Regions from separate parts of the Mus musculus genome. Here region 2 is linked to region 1. The links are chromatin contacts, called in public Hi-C maps. All regions are on one chromosome and are shown on one strand. Each heading gives the region's core, a stretch centred on a gene start, on an enhancer-like site or on the middle of the called end of the contact. The rest is flanking DNA. Distances are from core to core; before and after follow the strand shown. Region 1 overlaps Npas3 (neuronal PAS domain protein 3). Region 2 overlaps Npas3 (neuronal PAS domain protein 3).

The links. Hi-C and Micro-C count contacts between places; a contact is called where the count stands out from the background.
Region 2: a Hi-C map of the N1E-115 cell line shows a contact between it and region 1, with 5 times the contacts expected there. The contact joins two enhancer-like sites. A contact is called at or near these places in 1 of 15 datasets of contacts at CTCF or cohesin (the NIH/3T3 cell line), 4 of 484 Hi-C or Micro-C datasets (the N1E-115 cell line, nephron progenitors and neural stem cells), 1 of 115 datasets of contacts at active chromatin or transcription factors (embryonic fibroblasts) and 1 of 9 other capture datasets (embryonic stem cells).

Annotation. Positions count from the first base shown.
Region 1 is chr12:54,059,697-54,066,600 of GRCm38.p6, forward strand. It overlaps Npas3 (neuronal PAS domain protein 3), which reads left to right. Exons shown (of 12, transcript NM_001370962.1): 10 at 2,287-2,434; 11 at 6,095-6,210. Among named protein-coding and RNA genes, the nearest start is that of Gm35818, 79 kb to the right of the region's middle. Within about 2 kb of position 1,280, at least 8 of the 459 cell types and tissues checked have an H3K27ac peak or open chromatin away from gene starts, as enhancers often do. A contact at or near this core is called in the N1E-115 cell line, where this site is marked.
Region 2 is chr12:53,956,709-53,963,718 of GRCm38.p6, forward strand. The region is part of intron 6 of Npas3 (neuronal PAS domain protein 3); the gene reads left to right. Among named protein-coding and RNA genes, the nearest start is that of Gm35614, 130 kb to the left of the region's middle. Within about 2 kb of position 5,498, at least 3 of the 459 cell types and tissues checked have an H3K27ac peak or open chromatin away from gene starts, as enhancers often do. A contact at or near this core is called in the N1E-115 cell line, where this site is marked.

The sequences.
Region 1 (6,904 bases), core at 30-2,529:
TAAAGACAGCATTGCATCAGCTCTTTGTATTAGAAACGTGTTTATCTGAAAACTGTCAGGAAGGTTGGTGTTTTTAAGTGAGGAGCCGCATGGGGGGTGGAGTGGTCATTCTGTTGATTCTTTACATTCTAACTTGATCTTATTTGTTTCTTCGATTTAACCCTCTCAGTCTCTATATTCTAGAGTTGGTGTTTTCTGTTGTTTGTTGCCTGTTCTGGGTTCCACTCTGGTTCAGATTCTCCACCCAAGAAATGCCAGCCTTGCTCGCCAATTCAATTTTTTTTTTCACATGATTCTGCAAAAAGGTTTTTTTTTAGTCTTTTTGTCTTTGTTAAAAATACTAAAACCATTAGGAATCATCCTTTACTCTGCTTAGAAAGCACATAGAAAGAACTATGTCACCAACCAGATTGGAGTGTGGTGATTTCCTCTGCATAGACTTGCGCAAGCCACTGTCCTCAGGTAAAAGTCACCCAGGCCCAGCAGCTCTGAATGAGAGCACCCTGTGTTGCATGCCACGGCGGTTTAACAGGAGAGCCGTGTGGTACGCCTGGCAGTTCACCACTTTCTGCCTCCACTAGGAGTTTGGTAGCCTGGAAAGCCATGCATACAGAATGGCAGAACTTACTGTCACCAACAAAAGGAGGGCACAATGCTACCTGTGGAAGTCCACCACCAAGGGCAGGTGATGGCCCCCCAGCCTTCCAACGCCCTGCATTGGGTAGTAGCTTTAGAACAAAACTTGCCCCTGTGTGAAGCATTTATTAGGGCTTTTTCAAGCAACAGTGAAGACATAATTATTAAATTTTACAACCATTCATTTAACATATCGTGAGAAAAAAGGGGGGAGAATGGGAGAAAAACATGAAAGTCTGTCCACTATGGATGCAGAACGTAGGGGTTGATTAGTGGCCACTCTCAGATGAAGGAAGAGGTTCACCCGCCTGGAATGTTACTCTTTCCCACAGTGACTCCCTTTTTCCATCCACCCCCCCCCAAAAAAAAATCAAAATGTACTTCATGAAACTATTGTATATGAAGCACTTATTAGCCGTAATTAAATGGACAATATGAATTTACTACGTCTTTAGGACTCTGGCTTGTTCTGGTTTAGAGCAAGATGATTAATGCAAATACATATTACTTGAGATAACCATTTAGCAGCTAATTTAGCCAAATTTATTACAGCAGTTAGAGGTTTTTCATTTTAGCAGACGGAGACAAGGACATGCCAAAAGTGGGGCATGTAGACGAGTGCGCACTGCCCTCTAGTGGCCGGCAGGCTGGTGAGCTTTTGTGGGGGCGTGAGCAGTGGTCTCCACGTCCTGAAGCAGAGCCTTCCCTGCATACTCTCAAACCATTCCCCTCCATAGCACTTTATTTAGGGGGTGATTTACTACAGTTTCCCTTTTTACTAGCTCAGGAGAACCCAGATACAAATCAAATCTATTTCAACTTGGCAAGATTCTGGTTAGACTATCATTTTTAAACATCTGCATTTTAAAGCTCTCTTACAGTGGGTATTTAAAGGCACCGGTTCACATTCCTGATTGTTTTTACTTGTTCCATCATTTTGTGCCATATTTCAGCGTCTGGCTGGAGCTGTCACTCTGTTTGGCTCAAGTCAAGTCAGTGCTGTGCCTCTCTCTCTTAGGCCAGTGTCTCTCTCTGACTCAACCCGGGGATATATTTTGTTCCAACCTTCAGCTGTCTCACCACAATTTACCCTGGCTGACCAATGTAAATTTACTTCATCCAAGGACTATAAATTCTGTAGGACAAGATCAAAAGGAACGGATGGCTAAGGACACGGGTTTGATATTGCTCAGGCTGAAGGGAAGTGATCAAAGACGGGGGGGGGGGGGGGGAAGGCATCTTCAGAACCATTCAGATAACCAGAATCTCAAGGAGGGCAACTCGGAGGAGCTATGCATAAATCAGGCAGAGATTTGCCTTTCTTACCATCTGATGTTAAACCCACCGACAATATCCACACCACATTAGGTGTGCTCTGAGCCAAAAAGATTAGTAGCCCTTTTATTCTTCCTTTTCCACCACGGCTGCCCAGAAGGGAATATAGCCTCACTACAGATGCCAGGAACCCCAGCTAGGCAGCTGCTGCTCCAATGAGATGTTGATTTCATTTGTGCTAATAGCATCTTAAGTCAGGCATACGCTGGGCTCCCCAAGCTTTGGTCTCAGGTTGGGCAGAAATGAAAACCGTTCTATGCCCCATCTTAATACTACACCTTCTGTTTTGTTTTATCTCTCTTTACCCTACCCCAGTGCTGAATAAGGGTCAGTGTGTGACCAAGTACTACCGCTGGATGCAGAAGAATGGAGGCTACATCTGGATACAGTCTAGTGCCACCATAGCTATTAATGCGAAGAATGCAAATGAGAAGAACATCATCTGGGTGAATTATCTTCTTAGGTACCTTTTCCATTACATTTCTCTCTCGTTATAAACTGCATGCACTGAGGCTAATAGCCGGCAGGTCATGAGCACTGTCTTCGGACAGGGACAAGGACAGGCAGGGTGCTCTGCTTCCTGCAAGATTCAAAGAAATGGGAGATGATCAAAGCCCACTAAATCTCAGATTGTCAGTCTTTGGGCAGCCCTGTCCCCAGAGCTGCTCTCCTTCCTGGGACAAGTTCCACCCAGAGACATTTGCCTAAAGCTGCTGCATCCTAGAAATCATCTCCTTATGCCCCCACCTTTGCCCTTGCACTCTAGTCCCTGGGGAAGCAAACAGAGCCAGAGGGGAATAGCACGGACCCTTTGCTTCCTACGCATTCCATCGTTTTGATCTCCTCAACCTTCTGCACAGGTATTTGTTCTCTGGATACTCAAATTTTGGTAAGCAAGATGAGCCACTTTGCCAGAGCACTGGTAATCTCAGTGTAATTAAAATAATAATAATGACGACAACGACGACGATGATAGTAACTCCTTTGCCTGCCACTCTGGGCTTTTAGTCAAGTTTTATGTTTTTAAACTTTGTATCATAGCAGTCCAAATTCAACTGCTTCCTAAATGCTGGTACAAGGTACCTTTTCCTTCCCTTTCCTTAAGTCTGTTCTTCAACTGAGATTCCAACAAGCCGTAAAGTGACTGGATGGCTTGGGTTTGAGGGCAAGCCTTCAGGAACGTTCTCTACTGGTCTTGTCACAGAGCTATCACGGCACTTGGCTCCCGCCCACCACCGTAATTCCACTCTTAGGCCTCTGTTGTCCTAAAGGCACCAAGCAGGATCCACATGTGCACTGACTAGAAAACCTTCCAGTAGAGCTAATGAATGGAAGTTGGTGCCCTTTGGCTGATAATTTCGACAAAGGCTACCTGAGTCCCATTTCTCTTAGAGACAGCCGAATGGGGCTGGCCGCAGTGTTAACAAGCAGAACTCATCAGCACACCGGCCCTTCAGTGCTCTGCACACTTTGGTGATGGCTTGGAGGCATGAATGTGCTTGCTTTCTACACCATATCAATCAGACGCTAATGATTATTGCTCTAGAGAGGCCTTAATGGATGCCACTTACGAGGGTTTTCATCTATCTGCTTTCTTGTTTCCTTTTTTGACCTCTTCTGCTATCCTTTCTCTCTAAAGGTAAAAGTGTATGTGTTGTTTGTTTTGTTTTGTTTTGTTTTTTTGAGACAGTGTGTAGCCCTAGCTGTCCTGGAACTTACTTTGTAGACCAGGCTGGCCTCGAACTCAGAAATCCACCTGCCTCTGCCTCCTGAGTGCTGGGATTAAAGGCGTGCACCACTACCGCCCAGATCTGTATCAGATCCTATTACAGATCGTTGTGAGCCACCATGTGGTTGCTGGAGTTTAAACTCAGGACCTCTGGAAGAGCAGTCAGTGCTCTTAACTGTGGAGCCATCTCTCCAGCGTGTGTGTGTGTGTGTGTGTGTGTGTGTGTGTGTGTGTGTGTGTTTAGTGTGGCTTTCTCCGAGGGCTGATTTTCATGAGGACCGGATGGTCCCCTTTGGTTGTGATCTTTTCATGGAGGCCCCAATGTCAAGGAATCTGTTCTCTGAAGTCTTTCTATGAAATCGTCACTACTGCTACTATAGAAAGCTATGAAACTACCTGTGACAAACAGAAAATAGAACCAGACACAGATGCTCTTTTGCTGGGCAAAAGTGGTGGTGCCATTATGAAGAAATAAATGGCAGTAAACATTCACTATAGGTTAGACGCCATGTCTACCATGTTGGTGCATCATAGAGCTCTGAGGGTATCTATGTTTGTTATTCACATTCCCTGGGGTTTATTTACTGGTTATTGTGTATTTTCTTGAGAAACACACAATGGTATTTATTTATTTATCTATTTTTATTGGTTACTGTGTAATTTCTACAAGAGTCCTTTAGACTACCTCATGGCTTCCCACTCTGCCTGTGATGGCAGAAATATCAAGGAATAGGAGAAGAGTTTGGATCAACATTATTAATCTACCCCTGAGCTGAAAAGTAACAGCCCACAAGCATTTGGTAACTCTAGCTCATCAAATTCCTTATGGATAGGAAGAAAGCGGTCTGGGCATCAAAGGCCAGCCTTCAGGCTTCCACACCTTGGTCTCATGTGTGGTAGATCTTTCATGGATGACCTGAAGACCCACCCTGAGATTAATAAGAACAACCAGTGAATGGGAGACACATGATCTTTGAGACCCCGTGGCACCATGACTACAGGAAACTGATGCCCGTGGGCTGAGTCACTCACGGGTGCCATTTTGCAGGCTAGAAATCTAGTGAAAAAAATCATTCCTTGGCACAAGACAAACTCCTAAATTGGCTTTTCTTTCCCACCTTCTTAGCCAGAAAGGATTATTCTTACTCAAGCAACGCTTCACTTCTGGGCCCGCTCCATGTTCCTCTTCCACTGTTCAGGAATGTCTGCCCTCAGTCTTCATCCCATTGCCTGGCAGCGCTTACTAGAAACCCTAACCTCAGAGACTCAGAGTGCCAAGTCTGCCTTCCTACCATTAGTCTCATCTGATTATCTAGAGAAAGCTGTTGCTGTTAAAGCTAATTCACACTAAGGAGTAAATGCCTGATAATCCATCTTAGTGAATTAACCCTCCCAGGGACGTTTGCAATTTTAGAGTAGAGACTGAAACAGTGACTTCCTTAATATGGGGATTCAGTAGCAAATGAGTCCCTGATCATGTGCTGCCGCGGCCTTGGCCAGCCGTGTACAAGACAGAAGAGGCATTTCCCATTTGGAGGCAAGATGCTTTTTTGCTGCCTTTAGGTTACAGAAGCCGCTACTGATCATAAATCTGGCAGACGGGGACGGGCTTTTCCAGAAGATGGCTAGTGCAAACGGACCGCGCATTTCATTTCCGGAAAAGGCTCGTTTCTAAATTAAAAACAGAACAAACATTAAGCACATTTGTGTACGTGGGGTTAGATCCATTCTGTTAGGGCCTCTCTCACACTGGGCCTCTCCCACTGCAATCAGACGCCCAGCTAACAAGCCACAGGTGTACGCCACATGAGCAGACTGAACTGTGATTGTAATGGGCGTGCTGACAGTTCAGGAGCCGAGCATCCCAAGATGCACCTGCGCATCTGACAGATCGTTAGGCACTGAGGGCATGCCGCCACCCCCATAGCTTTGGAGCAATCCGAACAGCTGAGAAGTTGCATCAGGGGCCAAGGCAAGGGTACTGAGGCAATGAACTCATTAGGAACACGAGAGAAGGTAGGACACACCAGGTGGTGTGGGAAGGAATCGCCGAGACTTCCTCTCATTGGCCCAGCCCCCAGGTGTTATGCCAGGAGGAGAGTCAAGCAGCGCGGTCCTCCGGCCCCCAATGGTACCTGATTATTTAAAAGCTTTTTAGTGGCTTTCATGCAGCATTTGGGTATTCAATCATTGTGGCAGGGTGCACCTGTACCCTGGCACACACAATCCAGGCTTCTGTGAAAAGTCCCGTGAGCAGCTGAGAAAGGATTTCCCACTTAGTCCTCAAAACTTCCTCAACCCCAGATGTGTAGAGCAAGAGAGTTCAGGAGATGACGAATGCTCCCTCCAACCCCGCCCCCCACCTCCTGATAACGGATATCTTCCTTCCCACAGTAATCCGGAGTACAAGGACACACCCATGGACATTGCGCAACTCCCGCATTTGCCAGAGAAAGCGTCAGAATCCTCAGAGACATCCGACTCTGAGTCAGACTCTAAAGACACCTCAGGTATTACAGGTACTACTTCTCCATGCTCTATAGCCAAGTTGCACTGGTCTAAACACAGGGGTGGGTAACAGTCAGCGGGCCACGGTTACAGGTCTAGCAACCGGCCAAATCCTGTAATAAGATCTATCCTGGCTATCTCAAACACACTAATGTGTATGTATATGTATATGTATATGTATATGTATATGTATATGTATATGTATATGTATATGTATATGTATATGTATATGTATATGTATATGTATATGATGTATATGTATATGTATATATGTATGTGTATGTGTATGTGTATATGTACATATGTATATAATCTTCATATTCTGTGTATATGTTGTGGCAGATATGCATACATAATATGCATACATAAACACACAGGAAAGAGTAAGTAATCGCTTAATGTTAACCCTCCCATCCTTATAGAAGGAATAGGATACTATTCCTATTCTATCATTTTTATTATTCATACTGTGGCTCTACAGCCAGAAGCAAATAACAGGAATAGCTCTGCCAGGACCACAAATGAATGACTTCTATCAAGGTTCAGGCCCCACCAAGCTGGGGAGGAGCCTGTAAAATAGGCTCTAAGTCCGCAGGCTAGAAGCTTTTATGTCCTGTTCACTACTCCACGCCATCCATAAACAAAGGGCAGAAGCTATTCTAGACCCTCTGCCCCGGTAAACAACTCTTAGAGCAA
Region 2 (7,010 bases), core at 4,248-6,747, 99 kb before region 1:
AGGGGGGGAGAGAGGGGGGAGAGAGAGAGAGAGAGAATGAATTATACAAGTCTATAGCAGCACATGTAAGACCTTCACTGTTTGTTTGAGTCTTTCAGTTCTGCATTCAGTCAGTCATTGTTTCGCGCATGTCCACAAGATTGGCCTTATCCTGGTATGGTACCTACCAAACCTGCCTCTGCTCTCACAGAACTCACACCCACACAAGCCAATATCAAAGGGAACCGAGGTCATCTCTTTTTAAGTGGCAGGCCAGCTGATACCAGCTTGCAATGGCCTAGTTGGTTGTCTCTGCTTCCTAAACCATGCTGCGGACAAATTCTACTGCAGAATTTCAAAACTAGATTCCTTCTAACTGTTTAAGTACAAAAAGGGTCCCAGTGTTGAACAGTAAATAAAAACAGCGCCATGATTATCTTCTCCCTGGAGATTAACAATCATTAACCTGATGAGGATTTCATATTGTTATGATAGGTAAGCCTATTTTTAGACTAGTCTTCCCAGATTTTTAATGTATTAGTCTTTAACTGCAATGACAAAATACTAAGAGAAGCTAATGTTATAAAGAAAAGAGGTTTATTTAGCTCACAGTTTGGATAGTGAAAGTCCAAACCACATGGCTAAGGTTCTGGCAAGAGCCTCACTTGGCTGTATCACTTCATGGTAGATATCAAAAGTAGGGTGAAGGGGGAATGGGGGTGGTACAAAGCAACCCTATCTCCCAACAGCAAGTCAGGCTCATTGCCAGTCCCACAATTTCTTCCAGGCCACTGATATAACCCAGGCAGTGACATGCCTCCTCACAGTCAACCAACCCTCACTACATCACAGATTAGACCATATTCAAACCATAGAACCATATTCAGACCACAATAAGAGGAACTTTTCACAGCAGGTCTTGCAACTCCCCCAGGCCCCTAAACACACGATTAGCCACTCTACATGTAGAGAAATTGGGTGTCAGTCATCTTCCAAGGCCTTCATGATATGGGCAGGGTCACAGATGGGCCACATCTTCAAGACTATTTACATCCAGAAGTAGCTTTCATCAGTCCAAAGGGTTCCTTCAAGCTTTCTTAGAAATAAACCTAGTATCTCACCAAAGATTTTTAAGACTCGATGAATACATCCCCTTTTTTATTGTACAGTGCTGGCCATATATCTATAGGCATTCAGCTTCATCCTCTTCATACTGCCATCTCTGCTCTTCATTAGCATAAAATGTCTGATTTCCCACCCACTACAGCAGAAGGCCAATAACTCTTAATGTAAAGCTGATCACAGCTACCCAGAGAACTGCAGCAGTAATCTTCAGTTACTAGAGGCTCTTCTGTCCTGTCTGTAGCATTGTAACTAAACAGCACTTAGTATATATTACAGACATATTTTTTTCTATAATCCACAGTCTGGTACCTTGCAGGTTACCTTAACAACTGAGAGTTGACAACATGTGATCATGACATCACACCCCAACTTTAGGACAGCCCTTGTGCTGTGGCTTGTGTCAATCACAAACATGTAAGTACTCAGGCCTTGGAACCCAACATCAAACCTTGGCTTTGTCACTTAGTAGATGTGTGACTTCAAGCAAACTAATTTAATTATATGTGCCTTGGTTTCCCCATTATAAAATTTTAACCCTGTGTTCTAGATTGGAATCTAGAACAGGACTAGGGATAATTTCCATTTGGTTTTCTCTTCAAACAAATTCACATACAAGTATCTCGTGAGGGTTCAATGAATGAATCAGGTAAAATACTTAGTATGATATGGAGTATTCAGTGAATAGTATCATTCATTCTATTGAACTAAGCATCCTGTTGCCTGGGTTATTCCTTAGGGAAAGGATGGTCAGGGATTTAATGACAGGAGGTTGGGTCTGTTGATGAAAGGCTTGAATTTGGGGTTCATTGACATCATGAACTTGCTGCCTGATTGAAGGGGTTCAGATTCTACAAGAGACATACAATACCCAAGGGGCACTTCTGAATACCAATCACATTCACCCTAAATGGAGCCCTTTTGTAAGACCTTTGTGTATGAGGAATACTCTTTTGGGAATAAAGATGTCATGCTCTCCAGCCCCTGCAATGCACTAGGCTTAGTTTTATAGATCCTCACACCAATACCAGAGTTGGTATTTATTCATCGTTTGTTTGTTTGCTTATGTGTATAAGTATATGACCTGCATGTGTGCATGTGTTTCTGGTGCCCATGAGGGTCAGAAGACCCTGAGAGTGGAGTTACAAATAGTTCTAAGCATCCGCATAGATGCTGGGAATCGAACCTGTATCCTGTACAAGAGCAACAAGTGCTCTTACCTGCTGAGCCATCTCTCTAACCACACCACTCTGTTTTCTTAAAGCATAACTAAGATCTGTGATTCTTGTTCCATGTCACTATTCTTGGGTTCTACATGCCAGCTTTGCCAGTTGGTGCCCTTGGGTAAGGCTAGCTGGGAGCTGCCTAGTTCTTATTTGGAATAGACCTGGATACTAGTCTCAGGTGTGCAGCCTCCAGCCTGGCCTATTAAGATGTAGTCTGCTTATGACACAGCACATCTGATGTATTTGACTGACATTTTCCCTTTTTATCTGGCTGGGCCATTATTGTGGAGCCAAAGCCACACATGGACTGTGCCTCACAAAGGACTAAGTGACCCACAATCAGATTTAGACTTAAATCTCCTTTTACTGTCAAATCAGATTTCATGAAGCCTGCTGGTCTGTGCCGGAGAATGGGATGGGGGACTTGGGATTGGCTTGAACTTTAAATAAATCAATTTATTTTGTGTGGGAGGGCCTCAGTTCATCACTAATCTTGAGAGCCGAAATGAATGTTGATCTGGTAGAATGCCTCTGTAAAAGCAAGAAAGATGCCCAGATGCCCCGGCCGTGGGTACTATATCTGGACTTAAATAAATAAATTAAGAAACTCATTTCACATAGGCCACCAGGCAGTCATGAGATGTTAATGACTTTTAGTCACTGCCAACCTGGACAGAATTCAAGCCAACGACCTACGGGTGAAAGGCTCCATATATCCCATTACCAACCCCCTGAGCCATCCAGCCGCCCCTGACAAGGTATTTCATCATACTGAGTCCAGTGCAGTACAATAGTCCAAACTCCTGCACCACCAGGAAATCTTCTTCTATTTAAAATGTATAAAAAGCACATCAAAGCAGAAAACCTCATTCCTCACATAAAGGAACAGTTTCAATTGAAGAAGAAGTTTCAGAAGAAGGGAGGCATGGGTGTACACATGCATGCACGGTGTAGAGTGCTACTGTAAAGTCCAGAGCTTGCCATCATATTCATTCCTCATCTGATTCTGTGCATTTAGTAAACAAGCATATTTTGGAGTTCCATTAAAAAAGAAAAAAGTCATTAGTTTGGGTTTAACATTTGTATAAAGCTGATTCGTTAAACCCGCTGTGCCTTCTCTCCTGGCTTGTTTTTAAAGTGTCATAAATGAATGACTTCAGAGTCCCACAAGACAAATGTTGTTTAATCATCTAATGTACTCATTTATCCTAAGCCTTAACCTTAGTCCTAAATTAAGTCTGTTGCGAAAACATAACTTCATCTAAAAACACCCATCAATCCTATATGGTTTTGATAAGCACATTTAAAAAACATAAACAACCAGACAGTTGTCAGTCTGGGCGAAGCCCTGGGCCCATCTAAGAGTTATTCACCGGTGCTCATGTGTCATGCCTATACCACCAGCAGCACGACAAACCAGGCTTGCACCTTTGCTGAGGGTTTATATTTTGAAATGGGGGTTGAATATAAGAACAAAAAGTGGAACAGACAAAAGACAACCCCCCCTCACACCAGACACCATTGATGTTTTGCTTGTTTTGAAAAAATACTAATAATTTGACATTAAAATTTCATGATCACATATTTAGTAAATTGCATGTCATGCCTTTGATTAATTTTCACTTGTTCATGGACCTAAAAGTGTGTCAAAGAGCCTGGCTGTTCAGAGCTCAGACATGAGTAATGGCTGCTGAAAGGGCTGGTGGAAGAAGAGACGGAGGGAGAGCATAAACCCTGGGCCAAAGTGAGTGTTCATCACCTCATAATTAAGCGTCCGTAGTTTGGTGAGATCTTGGTTTTAATGGGTAACCAGTTTAATTCCAAATTCATTCTTACATCCTTCATTTGCAATGGTTTCCTTCCACAGTAGAGCAAACAAAACTTTCATGTTTTGTTTTGTTTTACTGGCTTTCTTGAGTCCTGCAAAATTATTACCACAGAGCCCCGTGTGGTTGTAGGATACTCCCCACCCCCCATCCCGAATTGGGGCTTTAAATTTTTTTTAATAGATAAGAGCATTCAGCAAATAGCTACATTGAGAATAAACTCAAAAATTATCACCAAGGCCTTTCCTCTGCCATAATTTGTCAAATCTGCTGATAGGGAACAAATTCTATTCATAAAGATTTTATTTCGGGGGGGGGCACCTCTTGTGATTTGGTAGCAATTCAATTATAGTTCTGTGAGATAGTGAGAGCCCAGAGAGGGAATCCAGACTGACAAGAAATATGACGGGACAGTTACAGAGTGTTTATGCAATTAAACTCTCACTGACAATACCTGCGGAATGATGAATGCGTGGGCGGAGGTGTGTGAGCGCAGGCAATGCCCCACAAGTATTGCCCATTTTTCATTATTATACAACTGTTCAGATCTTTCAAGAGCAGCCTGAAGTGAGGTGGGAAAAGAAAGTGCTGTTATGCAGCATGCTAGCCAAACGCCTTTTCTCCCTTCCCTCCCTCCAACGGGTCTTGATAAGGCAGGTGATAAAAGAACACCTATTTTAGAAAAATGTTTCTAAAAAGATTAAGATTTACCCTGAGCTTGACATATATTAATTTTGGATACCAAAGGAGGTTTTTAGACTTTTTTTTTCCCCCTGCGTGCAACTTTATATCACTCCCCAACTGATAGAATGGTGCATAATTAAACTGTGGGGTTATTCGTTTTATGCAAACTGGTGCAAAGGGCACTCTGAAAGTGGGATTTTACTGATGGTCGATTAAGAAAGAAAGGAGAAACTTAAAAGCCTTTTGTAGAGAACCACAAAAGCTTACAGAAGAGATTAATATGGTTGGGCGAAGCCAGTGCTGCCTGCCCTGGTCTTCTGAGGGTACAGGGATTCGGGAGAGTTGGGTGACTCCTGAGTCCCTAAGGGACAGGACCATAAGGAGAGTCCCAGGTGGCTGACAGTATTTTGGGATCTTAATTTGAGACTTCAGTTTGGGGGGGGGGTGATTTTTTTTTAAATATAAATATCCTAATATCTTGATTAGAAAAAGAAAGACAAGCACAAGGAGGTGCTCCCTAAGAGGTGCTCCCCATGTGGAGATGCTCAACCCTGAGGTCAGAATTAACGGAAGAGAGAGCCAGGTGAATTCCTTCCAGGGCCCAGAGCTTGTCTGGTGCATTGTGCGGTGGTGAGAGAGACGGCAAGGCCAGCTTGTGACAGGGGTACAAAGGGTGGAAGCAAAATATGTACGCCTCCCTCCCTTCCCACGTGCACATCTGCTTAAATTAATGAGATTTACTTGGGGAGGAGAGGTGACATTCATCTTCAAGCTGCCATTCATTGCTTAGGACCGGGAAAGCTGCTTTTGATGATAATGTTTAGATTTTGATTTTGCTTAATGGTTGACGCTCCCCTGTTAACATTCTTATCCCTTCCGGGGGATGATTCTGTTTGAAGAAATCTTGCACTTTACATAGAAAAAATTCAGTTGTGATGGCAACCCCCCCCCCTTAGTTTCAGACCCTCTGTTTGGGTCTGGGCTTAGAGGCTGAGAGAGAGCTACAGCTAGACATACACCCCCAGGACTGCTTTAGAACCGAGATTCTGTGTGCCCATGTGGAAAGTGTTGGAAATCTAACTCACATCTGAAGACTTCATTTATATGATCCCACCCACCTGCAGAATTCAGTGGAACAACTGGTCACCTTTCAGCTTTATTTGTGCAAGAAGTGGGTTGCCCGGGCATCCCTGTGACTGTGAACCACATAGATACCACTATATCCCATAGTCTAAAAATTAATTCTTATAATAATGTCTTTTGTCCAAAAAAAAAACCCTGCATTATGTTTTATTAAAAACAATGTTTTTATCCGATGTGATTTTTTAATATGCACTAAAATTGATAGTTAAAAATATTGTTTTCACATTACTTAGGTGTTAAAATTACATGGCAGTGTTCCTTTATTTTCAAAAAACCAGACCTAATCCTGTTAATTCAAAGTGAATAACAAATAGTACTAAGACTTTTTCCCAAGTTGTTACGTTCATTCAACCTGCCTGTGTTTTGTTCTTCATCATAATTATTTCCAAGTCAAATCTGCACTGATTTCCTTATGGACCTGCGTACCTCCGACTAACTTAAAGAATTGAGCTGGGGTAATTCACACAATTCCTCGGGGGTCATGTTCACTGTTTTTTTTCAAGGACATTTTTATTACAAAGCTGATGAAATTTGCATATTAATTCATTTCTTTCAATTTTTTAAGATTAAATCTTGTCAACATGTATCAGTGCAAGGCTCTGACAGTGCTGATGAAATGGGTCAGTCAAGCTTGAACATTTAGAGGAATGCAGCCATCTGCAGCCCCCTCGCCCCTTGTGGCGTCCTGTGCTACCACTGCAACTTGATTAAAAAAAGTTTTATTCAGTGCAGGATATTAAAACATTATCTAAGAAATGATATGTGTTAGTCCCTCTATCCATCTACCCGGAAAGTGTACTCGACAACAAAATAAATCCAGAAAGATCCTGTCGGGCTAGGAGTTAGTGTTGTGTCCATCCTCATTAAACCACAACCCAAAGGGGCCCAAGCTTTCAGTTGGGTAGAAACAACTTGGTACAAAGAACTCGAGTTTAACATTTCCTCTCCTGGTTTAGTTTCACTAAGAAAAAGATGACATCACATTTGAACTCTGGGCAGAAACTGGGAGTGGGTACAGGGGTGTGACGTA